Regions from separate parts of the Sus scrofa genome. Here region 1 is linked to region 2. The links are chromatin contacts, called in public HiChIP or PLAC-seq maps. All regions are on one chromosome and are shown on one strand. The core of a region is the stretch at or near the end of the contact, and the rest is flanking DNA. Distances in the headings are between cores, read along the strand shown.

Region 1 (6,035 bases), core at 649-3,148, 94 kb before region 2:
TAATGGGGGAAATATTATCACAGCAGTATTTACTTCAAATAAAAGTATTAGTATTTCTAAAAATAAAAATATTAGTATTCATAAAAATATTAGTATTTCTTCCTCAGAAGTGACAGGAATTAGAAGTGAATTATACATAGACTAGGTTACCACCTTGGGAAGTATTTAACTTCTCTCAGCACATTTCTTCAAGTATAAAACATCATAATAGCACTTGTTCTGTCTATACAACAACTGGTATTTAGAACCAATTCAATGTGTATATGAAAATACCTGGTATCAGCATACTGGTTGCATCAACCAATTTAAAATACTACCTCAAAATGCTCTAATCTCTCTCTGCATCTTTGCGTTTTATTTCTACTCCTTTTCTTTCTATAAAATAAATTATAGTGTAAGTTCACTAAAACTTTGTTCCAGGAAGGGGAATTCAATTTTAAAAAGTACCAATGATAACCAATACTTTATTTTAATTTCAATCTCTGCGTACTGTAATTCCAGTGGGCTCCCCTACGTGAGAAAAACCAGAGTAATACCTCTCGGCCACAAGAGGGAGCTAAATATTTGGTTCACTTGGTTTTTATTAAAGGCATCTTCTACCATATTTCCTGTGCTACAGAATAATTCATTTACTGCCTTCAACTGAGCTTTGATTTGTGGCATTATTTCTATCATCTTCACTTAAAGGTCTGGCACCTCACATGGCTGACATCTCTATGAGCTGCCTCAGATGAGAAGCACAATAATTATAACAATTACAATAAATAATGGGGCACTTATTTTCCTAACATACTTAAGCAAACATTCAGCATCAAAAACATACTATAGCATAATAAGGAAGAAGGCTGATTGCAAAACCATCTAAAAACATTTTTAATAATTACTATTTCATGTTTTGGTTCTTCCAATGAAATCTGTGAGAGTATTTTTTATACTACTATTTAAAAGATAGGCATAGCTTTAATAATAACTTTCCTTGTAAAACTGTATAATAGTTTTATAGAATACTATGCTTAAAATATGTAGAGCATGGTAAAATAACTGCAAGGGACTTTATGACATGAAATTATTTTAAAATATAACATTTGATCTTACAAAAAGGTTAAATGCATAATGTATTGCCACAGGAAATATTTAGCTTAAATGCTAAAGAAATCCTCATCCCACATTATATAAACAAATTAGTTTTTAAAAGACTTATAGTATATATAATCAAAGTTACTTAGCAATATAGTTATTTTATACAGAAAATTATGAGCCCAATCATGCAGAGTAAGGGAATAAAATGGCTAGACTTGAATAGGAACTGGAATTATGATTCCAACTAAGACGCTGACAGATCATAACAGTTAGCTTGATAACTATCAGATTACATTAATAATACTGTAGTAAAAAAACTATATATATATGAAATATAGCAGTTACAATTTGCTAATCTTTGTCACAGAATACGATAAACAATAGATCCTTGCATGATGCTCTCTTCTGTGGATGTAAACTAATCAAGTCATATTGGATCTCCACTAAGTTTACAGTGTATATGCTCTTATTCAAGATAAAATTATAGGTTTCATTTGTGAGAAAAACACCAAAGAGAAACACATCTTGTCTTGTTTCAAATTATGAGGACCTAAATGTTGGCATACACACACATCCTGGGCTCTGATGAGATTAAAGTGAGTCCAGAAAGTAAGACTGACCATACCCTAGAAGACAGACACCGGCTTGATTTAAAGAAAACTGGATCTGTAGTGAATGTACAGTACACAGTAATTTCTATGGATAAGCGTTTGTGGACCTAGCAATCTATTTCAGAACAAACAGTGAGGACAGCTGTGTGCATGCAAGATGCCTAGTAGAATCTAGCCATATGGTCCTGAGCTCTGGACTACTGGATTCAAATCCTAGCTCTTCCTCTTATTAGCCGTGTCACCATTCATCTGTAAGGGTGGTAATATAGTGTGGTAATAATCCCATAGGGTTGTTGTGAAAATTGCTTAATTATACATACACTTAGAGAAATTAAGAAAGGCCTGTTATTTTCAATTCTTGCCATTACTTTTAGCTATTGTTTTAGCTTCTACTCTTACCTATTATTTTTAGGTTATGAAAAGCCAAAGGATGTTCCAAAAATCAACAACTAAGCCAGTCTGGAGAATCTATTTTAACTGTAATAAGGTAAATATATAGGCTAGGCTGAAGGTATAATATGGGCTCAAGGAAAGTACTTTTCCTGGGAAAGCTATTCTGATTCTAGGCTGCATCTCAGGATAAGGCATGCACCTCAGGGCAATCAACACAATTCTTTTATATCTTTAAGGCCTCCTTCCCCTGCCAATGCTTCACCACTAGAAATATTTATACACATTTTACATGTCCAGAGGAAAAAATATTCAAAGGAACCACAATGTGAATATTTGTAACAAAAATAAAAAGAAGAAAAACATACCTGGGTAATCTTCAGACACATGTACAGAATAGGATACACTGTTAAAATAGGGAGAAAAGAGAGAAAAGAAAGGCTAAAGTTATTGCTAAGGCAGATATGCTTTTCCATAATAAAAGCCAACACTATGTTACCCATTTTTTATACAGATAAGTCAGATATTACAAACAGATTAGAAAACTGATATTTCACATAGAAAACAGAGATTTTTAAGAGATATGACAAAGGAATAATATCTTTTGTGATACCTTTTTTTAGGCTAGGTCTTTTGACCTCAGCAATGTTTAATATTCAGTAATTTATGATCAGCTGCATTGTTTGCTCAGATTTTAATCAAATCATATTTTATTACCAAAAATGAAGTATACCTCCTGCTTAGTATGACACTCAAGAATTCAAGCATTTACAAATTTAAACATTTATTTCTAATATTCCTTCCCCACAATATTCTGTGCTTTTGAAACATGTCCTTTTCTTCAAAGAATCAACAAAATGATGAAACATGTAACTAAGAGCTATTCATCTACCAATCTTGCACCAGACTACCACCTGTTCTCAGAAGGACTGGATTGTTTTGAAAACCATTTTTAAAAACTCTTTTTCCCAGTAAACGCACTGTTTCTATGTACTTATCTCATATGACATATGGGAATTTGTCATACTTTGCTCTTCTATCTCTATAAACTAGATTGCAAGTCTCTTGCGGTGAAGGTTCACGTCTATTTGTATTTTTAGCATAATTATCTATGCTAAACACATATGCATAACACACAGCACATATTCAATATTAGCTTTTTGGATGGATCAGTGAAGCTGCCACCTGTCACAGAAAAGTCAAAATTTAGTTCAAGTTCAACTAAATTAACTGCCTGTTAAGAACAAAAAATATTTATTCTCTTTAAAGAAGTATAACAGAATATTGAGTCTCTGTAAAGTACCACTCACATAGTGTATGCCATCCAAATTACTTGACATATGAACAAATAGGAAACATGAACCTGTGTATGTACGAGAAAATTTGACCCTAGTGTTGGGATTAGCCCTCAATGATGTTAAAAGAGTTAATAAGTATGCTTATGGATGTGAAGAAAATCCAATCTGAAGAAGAAACAAACAAAAACAGATCATCAGGATCCTGTGGGACACTAGCAAAAAAGCAAGTATTTTACATAATTAGAATTTTAAAAGGTGAAGAGAGAGAGAGGGACTAATGCAAAAAAAAAAAAAAGCTGAAAATCTCCTAATTTGGGCGAAAGACATAAATGTATAGATTGAAGATGCTTTGATAACCCTAGGCAAGATAAGTGCAAAGAATATTACTCTCAAGTACACACAAACCGCTGAAAATCAAATATAAAGAAAACAATTTTAAAGAAGAAAAAAAATGGCACATTACCTATAGGGAAGCAAGAATTAATGTTACGTTTTCATGAGAAACTATGGAACACACAGGGTGGTAGAATAGTAAAGGCCTGGGGGCACCCACACGGGCACGAACTACTATGAACCCAGAATTCTACATCCAGGACATATATCTGTCAAGAATGAAGGTAAATACAGATGCTTTCAGAAAGAGAAAATTCTGGAAATATGTTTCAGCACATCAACTATAAGAAATCCCAAAGTTCTTCAGCCTCAGTGATTTCAGAAAGTCAAATACCCAGAAGGAAGGAAAAGCAACAGAAATTGTAAATATAAAAGACTCTTTTTCTCTTAATGTTTTAAAAATATACATGGCTGTTTAAAGTAAAAATTCCTACACTTCACTGTAGGGTTTATAACATATGCAAATGTAGAATACATGACAGTTATAGTATAATGTCAGGGGGTTAAATAGTCATACACAGTTTCAAGGTCCTTAACTTATGGAAAACGGTATAATATTGACCCTAAATAATAACTCTAAGGAAACTTAAGAATATATTCTTTAATTCCTAGAATAAGTACAAAAAAGCTTAAAAATAGATAAATCAACTGGCATTCTAAAATCATTTTGGAACATTTAATCCAAAAGAAAGCAGAGAGAACAAGGTCATTAAAGACACAGATGATTTGAAATAGATTTTCATAGAAAAATACAATCATAGAAGATATACAGAAGAGTATCTTTTTCTTTTCAGGTATACACGGACAGAATGTTCACCAAGATAAATCACATACTGGGCTACAAAACTAGTCTTAATAAATCTGAATTGATGGATGACCATGGTTCACTCATTTATATCCTGAGATTCTTGGCTCAACTTGTCTTTATGACACAGTCTTAAGGCCTGAAAAAGCCACTGCCTTTTAGAATTTGTGACTGGACTTTGGAATCTGTGACTGTGGCCACAGGCAATGCCACCTCCCAGGTGAACCTAAGCCTCAAGGACTCCACCAGTCAAATCCCTGGCATGTTGCTTAGTCCTTGGAAAGAGATTAGACAGAGACAAGAAAGACTAAATAAGGAGGAGAGCAGGAAAGAAAGATGGTTAGTAATGAGACCAAGTATTGATTTGCTGTTCTTTCATAAAGCATATTCAGTTGTTCAATTAATTCCAGAATCATATATGTATATGTCAACTGATTTACTCTGCTATACCTGAAATTAACACAATTTTGTAAATCAATTACACGACAATAAAATTTATTATAAAAGAAAGAATGAAACATGTCTTGGTAACCCAGTAGAAACCAAACATTTTGTGTTAATGCCAAGTGAGATTTAAGAAGAAAAAAAAAATCAGGAGATGACTGAATGATTAATTCAGAGGGAAACAAAGAATATGAAACACAATAAATAAGATAGACAAAAGAACTTGAATTTGAATTTTCTTTTTTTTTTTTTGGCCACACCCATGGCATACGAAGTTCTGGGGCCAAGAACTGAATCCAAGCTATAGCTGCAACCTATACCGCAGCTGCGCCAACACCAGATCTTTAACCCACTGTGCTGCGCAGGGGATCAAACTCTGCACCACTGCAGAGACAACGCTGTATCCTTAGCCCTCTGTGCCACAGCAGGAACTCCCAGGAACCTGAATACTTTAAAGTACAACAGTATTTTTTTATAGTACAACATCAGAATCAAGAAATCAACATCAGTGTAAAGTCTGGGTATAGTCCTATGTCCTTTGTTCACATTTGCATCGTGTACCCATTATCACAAATTAAGACAGGGAACTACCTGGATCACTGAAAGCTTACCCTTGTGTGGCCATCTTTAGGGCCATACCCATTTCCCTTCACCCCAACATCCCTAACCCCAGGGAGCCACTAATCAATCTTCCATCTCTGCAACTCTGTCATTTTAAGATTATTACATAAATGAACTCAGAGTATGAAGCATAATAGCATTTTAAAGCAAAATTAGTATTTTGAAAAGAGTACTATGATTGGAAATATTTAGGATAGACTGAAGAAGAGAGAGATGGAATTAAACAGTAAAATATGAGCAAATATCAGTGGGGAGGTATGTAACGGGAAGGAGAAGCAGGAACAAATGGCAGATGTTGGACCCCAGCCAAGAGCCCAGCTTTGGGAATCATGGCTTTGAATCAAACGTCAAAAATGAGAAGATAAAATAACCATGCCAGTGGTGCCTCAAACA
Region 2 (5,798 bases), core at 2,623-5,122:
GGTGAAAAGCTTACCCAGGACTTTCTCAGTTCACACCTCTCAGAAGGGGAGCCAAAACAATTGTGAAGCAGCTATAACTCAAGCAGATATTAACCTGACTACACAGGGAATGTCTTCAGTAGGCCACACATATTAAAATAACCCAAGAGCTTATTAGTCATACACCAACATCCTTCGGATAGTTGCATGAATTTAGCTGAATCTCCTCTAATTTAATTATTCTCTTTATTCATACAAAAATGATGGTACTATAGGACTTCCCCTGTGGCTCACAACAAAAATGATGGTACTACAGAAAATTGAGAAAGACCCTGATTTTATTCTCCTCCAATAAGCACATATTATTTATGTTTTATTCTCAACTATTAAATCAAATCAATATACCAATCCTGAGGCTTAGGCATACTGTGCATATGGGAAACTGGATAACTGCTTCAATGAAAGCTTTTTTAGGATGCACACTGCAACACAGATCCTAAGCATTTTTAAGATTCGTATTAATTCCAAGCTTTTAAAAAATGTATTTCCAGAGGAAAGGTTCTTTTGGAATTTATATGTTCATAAATGTTTCCATTAGCTAAGAGATATTTTGGAATGTGATCAAATCATATTGAAAGTCAAGCCCTAACTTCAAGGCTAAATCTCTGACAGTTCTTACATGTGGCCATGGTTCTTTAAAGTCTCCAAAAGACACAATAGGGAGAAAATTCTACCTTCCAAGTGAAGATAGCGAGGTATATTTTAATGCTTACTTTTCAACTCTTTCTCTTAAACACAAAATTGAATTTGGGCTTCTTTCACACCATTAACAATTTAGTATTTACACGTGCATCTCATTCTTCCTACTCTAGAAAGAAGTTACACACGCTCAAGCTACATATAATTCCCAAATTCTTCCCAACTATGAAAACTCCTTTAAAAAAAAAAAAAGTATGGAGAATTGGCAGACTGAATGTTTATGTCAACCTTCAGAAAACATGTAAATGTGCAGCCCCAACTCATCAGAAAAATCGTCACATGTGGATCAAACTATTCGGTGACATCTGATGCCTTTTATGCCCAGTATTCAGGTTTTGTACTCGCCTGTGTCAACCCCTAAAGCCTCAAAAGCAAGCTACTACCGTACAAACAGCTTTAACACGAAGAGTGTGAGAGTTCTCTGCTTTTGGTCTGCGATGTGATCTTAGAAACACTTGAATCAAACACAATTATTTCCCCTCTGCGATTTAAAAGCAAGGGACCTTGGTTTAGCATGTGGCCAAAGAACAGCAACAACAGCAGAAGAAAAAGAAGAAAAAAATACCCAAACACGGAACACGGTAAGAACAAAGGAAACACAAGCCTCTGAACAGGAAATGAAGCAACTCTATACACATAAATACCTTTTGGGGCCGCCAATGTAGGTGAAAGTAAAGGTGGAGTCTGAGTATCTGAAATCTGAAACGGAGAGTCTTGTTAAGAAAAGCTACACCTTGAGTGGATTTTTAACCCTGGTTATGACTTGGACCCCCTATCTGATGGAGCCAAGGGGAGGCCTGGCGGGGTAGGAGGCGAGGGCTGGAGAACCCCGAGGTCCGCTGTCCCGCCGCGCAGGAGGGGGATGCTCCGCACCCAGAGCAGGGTGCAGCGGGAGGCCGCCCCCCCGCAACAAGTGCCGGGTGCCATGGCAACGGTGGGAATTTCCCGGTCGGGGCAGCCGGAAGTGGCCCACGCCGAGCTCGCGGCCGCAAAAGCAAAATTCAATCCCTCTCCCCCGGGAGCAAAATGGACGAAAGGCGACCCCCAGGCAGGGTCGCGGGGTGCCTCGGGAACCCCGGGGATCCCTTCCCTTTCCGGGGCATTGCATTGCCAGTCGGAGGGGACTAGAGAGAACTAAAGGGGCCAGAGATCCGCACAGCGCTGCTCCCCGGGGGACCTCGGCGCCGGCGCAGCCGGCCAGCGCGGCGCGGCGCGGCGCAGCGCAGCGGGCTCCATTCCCTGCCGCCGCCACCGCCGCCGCCGCTCAGTCCATTGCGCAAACCCGGCGGGTCCTACCCGCTGGCTGGGTCGCTGCTGCTGAAACCCTAGAGGCGGGTTTGGACGCTCCAGGAGTCCACAGGGGCTAAAAATACAATGCACGGCCCCTCAGCCTAGACCCCCGCTCGAGAGACCAAGGTTCTGCCCCCAAAGCTGGTGGCCGCCCCACACAGGGGGGAGGGGAGAAGGGGAGAGGTTGGCGCCCCCTCCCCCTTTTGGCTCCCGCTCCCGCTGCAGCAGCTGTTGCCAAATGAACCCCGGAATGGGGACGTGCTACACCCCCCATCCTCAGCCACACACGTCGTGTCCAGAAAACTGGGAAAAGGGGTGACGGGCAGGCAGAGGAAACAGGCGCTGAGACTAAGGCTCTGGAAAGGCGAGAACTCACCTGCAAACAGACAGTCCTTCTCGGCTCTGGACTTCTGGATCACGACGTCGATATCCTTCTGAATTCGCTCTTGCCTTGAACACATCCCCATTAAATAAATCCCTGGAAAAGAAGCAGCCGCTATTTCCACCCCACTCCACCCCCCTCGCACGCTTCCAGCTTTCGTAAATATTCAGTTAAAAATGAAACCTCTGGCCGAGGCAGGGGCTGAAGGCGAAGTGGTTTCGGAAGTGATCCTGGGTGAGAGAGGAGGAGGAGGTGGTGGAGGTGGAGGAGGAGGAGGAGGAGGGGGAGGTCGGCTTTGCATGCCCAGATGTGACCGCCCAGCTGCTGCTTGCCGCTGCTGGATTCCAATTTCCTCCCCTCCTGACAATGGATGGTGATGACACGGAGTCTCACTTTCTCCCTCCCCCGCCCGGACCAACGGCCGTGGGGGGCCGAGGGTGCCGGAGTCGGCCGGAGAGCGATCACCGGCGGGGCGGCGGGCGCCGGCGAGGGGCGAGCCCCGCTCCGCCTCACGCGCACACACCCCTCGCGGCCCTCACGCCGGCCTTCCACACCCGCGCACACTCGCGCCCGCGGGCGGCGGCGGCTGTGCCGAGGCTGCTGCAGCGCCGCCCGCCGCAGACCCTCCCGCGCCCGCCGCGCCCGCCGCCCGGTCACCCAGTCCCGGCCGCGGGGGCTTTAATAGTATCCGCCATCCGGGCGCAGGCTGGATTCCCCAGCACGACCGCCGCTCGCGCCGGGGGCGAGTGGGAACGTCGGTAGTGAAGACTCCCCGGGGCTCCCAGCCTGCCCCCTCTCCTTCCAGCACTTTTATGAATTCGACTCCACTTTCGGAAGGGATTATGAGTCACATGGAAAACCCAAACCCGAGTGGCTGGGAGCGGGGAAAAGGGAAAAGAAATATCGTTTAAAATGGAAAATAAATAAATAAAACGAACAAATCCTTCCTTGTTGCCACATCAGGCAAGATGGAAAAAGCCTTGAAATGACTCCAGACGTACACTCTCCCGTGCCCTGACTGCCAGAGTCTTTTTCTCCCTGATGGAATTAGCTCAGCCCCTTCGGAGCGTCCTTTAGGAAACACAGCCCCTTTTGGGGGACTTCTACTTGCAGAGACTCACCAGTTCTTCCCTCCTCCGTATTTCCGTCCATGAAAAATTGGTAGAATCAACTGGTACGTGCCAGGGTCTCCCTGAAGGATGGATATCTCTTTGGCTTGCTTTAAAAATCCGTGGTTTTGGGTGGGTTTTTTGTTTGTTTGGCCAGTCAGTCACCGGAAAGCTTCTACAATCTTGTTGTCTTATTTAGAAATGAGATACTGCCCTGACCCTCACTTTCTGTTCTGCCTAGGGACACCTTGGGCTGATGTAGCTGTTCTGTCTCTATACTGCCATATGCCCTAGGACAGGCCTCCACCAGCACTTTGCTTGTTGATCTTTTCTCCCCTGGGATGGCCTCCCTGAGCACACCATGTCTCACTCACTTGGTTCTGCATCCCCAGTGCCTGGTGCAGTGTCTGGAATGTAGGAGGCAGGCTGAGGTGTTGGCTGAATATGTGAATGGTCCTGCCTTGCAGCCTTTTTTCTTTATGGATAGTTTAGCTTCAAACCCCTTCTTTATCAGTACAAGTACCCAAGAGTTGTCAAACTGTCTCAGACCCTTAATTGGTACAGTGCTGATGCTGACAGTGACAATGTGTTGTTTAGTAGAAGTAGGAACAACTGTGGTCCTTGAAGGATTCTTAAAGACTCTAGAGAGACAAAAGTAATGAGAGATCATATGCTCCCAACTCTTGCAAAAAGAAAGTTATCTTACAGAAAGAAAACACCAAATGATTTGTCATACAGCCTAGAACACACCATGTTAGTTGTGAATTGTAAGAGGAAACATTCCTCTATGTCACCTGGACCACTGCAGTCTTTGATGTAGGAGAGGCACAGTCACACACCTGAAATGCTTCCTGACCAGGGCAGGACAGGTTCAAGTCCTTCCTGGGGAATGTGGCTTTGTCTATGCCCCTTGGCTACCAAAGGCACTTTCTTCTCTTCTCCAGAACACTGAAAATCGTGTGTACTTCCTCCTTCCATTCTGTGCTCTAACTTGTCTAAAAACTTAAAATCTGTTAACTCACAAGAATTTATTTTCTAGTTGTCTGTCTCCCAGGAGTGCATTCCCAAAGTAGTGCTCTTACTACAAATAAATTTAAAATAGTCTTAAAGCTACCAATTTTTTGTTGCTTTGTTTGGTTTTGGATCACCTCTTGGTTTACTACTCACTCATAAAATAGGCCTTCTTGTAATGTCCTACATTTGATTTTTTTTCAAGCTTCACAGACTGCCCTGTATTTGTTAAACAAAGCTAACCTCACTCTGTTCATGCCCTTAAGGTATGATATATTTAAATGTTTTTAAGTTTTAAGGGATTAGATAAAAAAATAAAAACTAACCCTTCTATCTAGTATGCATTTCTATTAAGTTTCTCTATTAGAGAAAACAAACTATCAAAGCATCAGTGTTCCCATGCTAGATCTTTATGGTAAGATTCTTTAAATTCTGCTCACAGCCAGTATCCCATTTACCCTGTCTCATTTCAAGACTCTTATTTAAACATTTAGATTATTCGTGGTCTTATGAAAAACTATTTGCACCCTTGAGATGAGGTTATATCCCTGCCTTAAACACTTGTGTTTACACGAACACACATACTCATATAGACTCAGGAACATAGTGCTTAGTAAGCCCTTAATCATTTTGTTAAAAAAATATAAATCATTATCCGTGAGGAGAGAGAACTTCTGTGGTATGCCATAGGAATTGGAAATAATTATTATGTGTTGGAAGATAGAATCTAGCTAAAACAGTCCCACTGGTTTAGAAAAATGAACCAAAGCTAACAGATAGAATTTATTAGAAAAAAATATATGTTCCTCACCTATGCTAATAGATTCAACTGCAGAATGCAAGGTAATGGAAATGTGGCATTAAGTTCAATGGTGTGACATGGTTATTAATCAGTTGCATTTACCCAGAATGTATTAGCACAGCCTGATACTGCTCTAAGCGCTTTCCACATATTAACTCATTTAATTCACAAGAATCCTATAGGGAAGCTGTTACTATTATTCTTTCAATTTTACAAAAGAGGAGACTGAGGCACGAAGGGATTAGTTCGCTGTCTAAGGTGGGACCTAGATGGCAATGAACCTTTTCCTCTCTCCAAACTTTCAGCTGTTGAACTGAACTTTAAGGAAAATAAATGTTCAGAAGTCTCACTGCTGAGTAAACTGGCCCTGTTAATGGCAGCAGGCCAGGGTTAAGCCAACAAGAAGCCCTATAATGGATTCTGAAGGAGGCCTGGAGCCTATGGGCTCTCAAAATAGCCTCTTCTA

The links. HiChIP or PLAC-seq counts read pairs in DNA pulled down with a chosen protein or histone mark.
Region 1: a contact with region 2 is called in an H3K27ac HiChIP or PLAC-seq map of alveolar macrophages. The contact joins the enhancer-like site here to the promoter of PARP8 in region 2. A contact is called at or near these places in 1 of 5 promoter capture datasets (liver), 4 of 47 Hi-C or Micro-C datasets (blood, embryonic fibroblasts, fibroblasts and 1 more) and 1 of 2 datasets of contacts at active chromatin or transcription factors (alveolar macrophages).

The regions. Positions count from the first base shown.
Region 1 is chr16:30,394,399-30,400,433 of Sscrofa11.1, reverse strand. It overlaps PARP8 (poly [ADP-ribose] polymerase 8), which reads right to left. Exons shown (of 27, transcript XM_021076746.1): 4 at 2,450-2,487. Among named protein-coding and RNA genes, the nearest start is that of PARP8, 93 kb to the right of the region's middle. Within about 2 kb of position 1,898, at least 4 of the 83 cell types and tissues checked have an H3K27ac peak or open chromatin away from gene starts, as enhancers often do. A contact at or near this core is called in alveolar macrophages, where this site is marked.
Region 2 is chr16:30,302,874-30,308,671 of Sscrofa11.1, reverse strand. PARP8 (poly [ADP-ribose] polymerase 8) reads right to left here and starts at 3,872. Exons shown (of 27, transcript XM_021076746.1): 1 at 3,532-3,872; 2 at 2,405-2,506; 3 at 1,383-1,437. The coding sequence starts at 3,562.